Regions from separate parts of the Zea mays genome. Here region 2 is linked to region 1. Evidence: chromatin contacts called from public Hi-C data. All regions are on one chromosome and are shown on one strand. The core of a region is the stretch at or near the end of the contact, and the rest is flanking DNA. Distances in the headings are between cores, read along the strand shown.

Region 1 (2,724 bases), core at 150-2,649:
AGATCAGAGGGGATGGATGGTCTTCTGCTATGGTTCGTTGTTGTATGCTGCTCTATATATATACACACACGAAGACGAAGGATGCATATATATGGCAGCATATAGATGCAGTTTATTGTCTGCACTACTGGCAGTCTGGCGCTGCTAGTATATAGATTTCGCCACTATTTATTCTCTTGCTCGGTTTCTGGCGTAATTCTTAGCGATTAATGCTTGGTTGCCAAATATATCTTTAACAATTAATGTCTGTAATTGTGGTGATAATGAATGGTTGCCAAAAACTAGTCATTACTATAATATTTAACTGGTGCTTTTGTCTGGTGTCTCACTGGATACGTCCGGCAAGTGTACCGCCACTCGAATGTACACTTAATTTGTAGGCCTATCCGACTTCCTTGTATCATGTCATGTACAATGCCATGTCGGACACGTACGTTCGGTAAGTACTCAACCTTTTGGTTTGAAACCTCTCCGGGATGCCCTATTGTTGTAACACCCAGATTTCTATTTTTTTCGGAATCTAAATAGAATTTCCCGAAAGATTTATTTGAATTAAAGTGCTTTTAATATGTATTAGGAACTTAAGTTATTTCCAAAAAAATAAATACATGCATGGGCAAATGTAAAAAAAAAATATCATGTTTGTGTACTGGAAGCCGGAGCACTATATTTATTCTGTGTGGATTCAGATTTGAAATTGGGATTTTAAAATTGGATTTGAATTCTCTTTTTTTTCTTCTTCTGGAAATACAAAAGATTTCTATTTTTTTTGTATTTTGTTCGTGGGCTAACATCCGTTTACACGGCCCCCGGCTGCCCTCGCCGCCACGCGAACGGGCCGAGCCGGCCACAGTCCAGTCCGCGCTCGTTTACTGGATCCACCCGAAACCAACCAACCAGCTGAAGGAGTGAAGGCGTAAGCGTAATGCTAGGAGTCGCCCATCACTTCGGGACTTCGGGTTCGCGCGCGCGATCACTCGTATTTGGCCGCCGACGGGTGGGCCCCTGTTGGCAGCCCCGTCTTCTTCCTCGTGCCTGAATGCCTGAATCGAGCACGCCGCCGAGACCGAGTTTGCGTCGAACAAAGCGTTGTGAATTCCTCAGCAGGACCAAAGCGGAACAAGTTTAGATCCAAGATGACAAAGCCGAACAAGTACGCGCGCGGTGTGAATTGTTCCAAATGTAACGACTCTCCATCTCTCGTTGTGTGGATGCAAGACAAGGGCTAGAATGAATAGAATGTGTGGTCACAATCAGACAACTGGAGCTGCAGGACTCTCGCTCGCTAGGTTAGCTGGCGTAGTCCCGCAAGCTTTGTGAGCTCTATCTGCTGACACGACATGTACGTGCCCCTTGCTTGGCAGCTTGCACGGCTCTCTCTCTCTCTCTCTCTCTCTCTCTCTCATCCCATGGCCTGGCGCCCTGGCCGCACGTCCTGACGATCGACGCTAGCGAACAAGCGGACGAGTTTCCCGGGTCACGCATGTCTCGTCGTCTCGTTGGACCACAACCGTCGCCGGGCAAGCAGTACAAGTACGCCCCACATGCTTCTCTCTCGGAGTTGGGGACAGGACAGCCTACCGAAATCTCTCTGCTCGGTCTTCCTTCACTCTCTCTCATAGTCTCATGCATGCATGGCTCCCACTGCCCATCATCAGGTAAGGCACGCACCACCAGCACGCGACGCATGCACGCAAATGGGATGGGATCATCACATGCGCCACCACTGCTCGTCACGGCTAAGCCGCCGCCGCCGCGCGTTTATCTGCTTCACCTGCTGCAGGCAGCGCGGGACGATGAGCTGGAGAAGAGCCGCCGCAAGCCCGGCGGCGGCGGCAAGGCGGCGGCGGTCCGGTGCCACCCGGTCCTGGCGGAGGAGCGCAAGGCGTCCATCAGGGGCGTGGTGGGCGACCTGCTGGCCATGGCGGGCGGCGGCCGGAGGAGCCTCATCTCGCTCGGCGTCGGCGACGCGTCCTCCCACGCATGCTTCCGCCGCGGCGGGGAGTTCGCCGCCGAGGCCGTCGCCCACGCCGCCTTGTCCGGCGCCTTCGACTGCTATGCGCCGTCCTTCGGCTTCCCCGACGCCCGCCGGTGAGTCCCAGTCGCCTAGCCATCACACTCACACCACACCACACCACACGCATCGAATTCCCATTTTTTCAAAGCCAAGTACAGCACGAGTATCCAGCGGACGTGGTCCTGTCCACGTGGCACGTACCAGGACCTCGAGCTCGAGCCACGTGGCTTCTTGCGTTCTCATGCATACCATCCCTCACGCCACGGTTGCTCTCTCTCTCTCTTGCATGCATGCTGCTGCGCCGTCTGCCGTGCCGAACCAACCGACCAAACAAACAGCGCGGTCGCCGCCCACCTGTCGACCGGCGCGGTGCACCGCACGCACGAGGCCGACGTGTTCATGACGGCGGGCGGCACGGGCGCGATCACCGCCATCGCCACGGTGCTCGGCGGCGCGCCGGGGGCCAACGTCCTGCTGCCGCGCCCGGGCTTCGCGCCGTACGAGGCCGCCTGCGAGGTGGCCGGCGCCGAGCCCCGGTTCTACGACCTGCTGCCGCGGCGCGGCTGGGAGGCCGACCTCGCCGGCGTGCGCGCGCTGGCCGACGCCGCCACGGCCGCCCTCGTCGTCATCAACCCCAACAACCCGTGCGGCGCCGTCTACTCCGCTCACCACCTCCGCCAGGTGAGCGCTGCGCTGATTGGTTATTA
Region 2 (2,724 bases), core at 113-2,612, 180 kb after region 1:
CAGCCTGCGCTCACTGATGATGATACTGATACAGCATGCCTGATCGTCGATGCCATGGTAGTACGTCACTGTCTGTCTGTCTCTGCTGGCTTGCCATTCAAGGCGCCGTCTGAATCTGAATCCTGAACGCCTGAGCTGAGCCCACCCCTGCAACCTGCATCGGCACAGCCAGCATGTCCTGGTTGTCTGGCGTGCCTTGGGCGCTGCTGCTAGCAAGTAGCGACGGCCCTGGCCTGACGGGCCCGTTGCGGAATGTGAGATAGAGATAGCCATTGCACGTTGGTTTCAGGGCCTCACGGGTTGTGTGGCGCGTGCTGCCGTCTGTCTGTCAGTTGTTCACCACCTTCCCCTGCTCTTGGTGATAAGCATTATTAGCTGCTGAATTTGCAGACTGCTTGTATAAATCTCTTCTCCAATCTAAAATAAAAGAAAAAGGTCTTCCAGCAATTAGGCCCACGAAGCAAGCGAAGCCCAAAATGATATTCGATGACTATTTACTCTGTTAAGTAGGTATATGGGTTAAATTATTTTATTAGGCAAAAACATTCGCCTAATGAGTAAATGTGCGTTAAGACGTGCTACCTTTTTCATTTCCGTTAAACCTGTGGGTATAAAATATCCGGTATAAACTTAGTCTAAAAACATGAACTTGTGATTAAGTCATCTATATCTTTTAACTGTTTAACAACCTTTTGCGATAATGTCATAGTAGGCTTAACATCTATACGATAACCATGCAATTAAACATGTAATCTGTTACATTATACTGTTCCAGTGTTGCTATTTTATTCAATTATTCATGGTGTTCTTAAATAGATGATCGAATGATGCTAGAAATTTTGTATTTAGATGGATATATTAGAAATTTGTATAATGTAGAACCGTAAAATGTTTAGGGTATGTTTGGTTGGGCTGTGGCTGTGAAAAAAACTGCTGTGGGCTGTGAGCTATGGGAAAAGCTGCTGTGGGTTGTTAGCTGTTAAAAAGCTAAAAACCGTTTGGTCGAAACTAATAAAAATCGTTAAAAGTTATTCGATATACATTTTCACAGTTCCATCTAAAAGTCACTAAAAACAGGTCTAGTGGTGCTTTCAATTTTGCACTGCGAGAAAGTCAGTTTTTTGAAAAAAGCTGCTTTCTTGATCCAGTCCTTTGATTTAGCTTTTGACTTTTAGGGGATAAAAGTCAAAACCAAAAGTCAAACCAAACACACTCTTAATCTTTGTGAGTACGAATGATCTATATCTATATGATATAGGTACGCTCAGGAGTGACAGACGAGAGACTATTTTTTTTGGTGTGTGTATGATATGCGATATAGCCGGTGGCGGTGGGGTTGCCATCTCTATCTCGGCGTGCAGTCAGTCAGTCACAGACTCCAGCGAGCGAGGGACCAAAACCCTAGCTGAACCCTCCCGGCCCGCGCAGCAACTGCGTCCATGGAGGTGGACCCCTCGCCGTCGTCGCGCTCGCCCAGGCCGCCGCCTCCGCCGCTGGCGGCGATGCCGAGCTACTTCGACCCGGAGTCGTCCGGCCGTCGGGAGGAGTACCGCCGCTACAGGTCGGGTGTTCTCTTCCTCCATTTGCGTTCCCAAATGCTGCGCTGCTGAGTAGGTGATGCGGGTGTGGCGGTGTAGTTTTGATTCGGGATGGTTGAGGTTCAAATGTGTTGTGGGTGGGAGGGAGTGGGGTTTTGGGGATTGGTTGATTTGCGATGGTCTCTGGCCTCGTCCAGATGTGCTCTGGGTTTGCGCGTGCCAATTCGAGCCTCCATGGGTTCATTGGTTATAAGATGTGTCAGTTCATCGATACCCCAGGCATATGCTGCACTAGTGTCCTGTCACCTTAGTCACTGCTGTTGCTAATTATGTGTTTCGCTTTGCAATTTACAGGAAGAGGTTGTCTTCTTCAAATGTCTCTCCTCTGCTGGGAAGATCACTCTCCAAGACCTCTGGACCAAGGCTGTTATATGATGGAGAAAGCATCCCAAGACAGCCTAATGCCGGTTTACTCCTTGAAGACATAAAGCAGGAAGCTGCCGATTATTCCAACGTAGAAAGCTTGGATGGATTGAGACTGTTCGGTTCGCCGAAAAGGACATCTCTCGATGGCGGTTCTGCATCAGGCGCAGCTTACAGTTCGGGCAGGCAAGCAGTGAGGCAGACGCTGAAGCCAGTCAAACTGGAGGACGATATGTATGTGCCACATGAAGGAGAAACGCCTTCTACAATGTTTGCAACTCTCCTTGATTCTGGGATCCAAGGTTAGAGGATTAAAGTGGTCTGGTTATTGAGCTGCTTGTAGGAGTAGTAGTTACTATGGCATGTGCTATTGTTTTCTCTCTCTCCAAATTTTTGGGATGGTTTCTTTTGTTAAGGTGATGAAGCATTCTGTTACAAAGCTTTATTTGTACGTGGTTTTCGTCAGTCTTAGGGGGTGTTTGAATGCACTAGAGCTAATAGTTAGTAAGCTAAAAATATACTAGTAGAATTAGCTAGCTAACAAATAGTTAGCTAACTAGTAGCTAGTTTACTAAAAATAGCTAATAGTTGAACTATTAGGTAGGGTGTTTGGATGTCTCTAGCTAATTTTAGCCACTAACTATTATCTCTAGTGCATTCAAGCACCCCCTTATTGTTTCCCTTTATGTTTTATTTGATTCTAACCAATAGTGAATACTTAATTAAACTTGTCCTTCAGAAATAAACACACGTATTTCGAGTA

What was found. A called contact is a pair of places that touch in the nucleus more often than the background predicts.
Region 2: a Hi-C map of tassel shows a contact between it and region 1, with 4 times the contacts expected there. The contact joins the promoter of LOC100272594 here to the promoter of LOC100191816 in region 1. A contact is called at or near these places in 14 of 25 Hi-C or Micro-C datasets (bundle sheath, ear, endosperm and 6 more) and 2 of 3 datasets of contacts at active chromatin or transcription factors (leaf and seedling).

Annotation. Positions count from the first base shown.
Region 1 is chr4:4,863,054-4,865,777 of Zm-B73-REFERENCE-NAM-5.0, forward strand. It overlaps LOC100191816 (S-alkyl-thiohydroximate lyase SUR1), which reads left to right and starts at 1,400. Exons shown (of 8, transcript NM_001399081.1): 1 at 1,400-1,658; 2 at 1,784-2,091; 3 at 2,356-2,698. The coding sequence starts at 1,635. LOC103652737 reads right to left here and starts at 53. Exons shown (of 2, transcript XM_008679696.2): 1 at 1-53.
Region 2 is chr4:5,039,564-5,042,287 of Zm-B73-REFERENCE-NAM-5.0, forward strand. LOC100272594 reads left to right here and starts at 1,363. Exons shown (of 24, transcript NM_001319976.1): 1 at 1,363-1,561; 2 at 1,893-2,263. The coding sequence starts at 1,440.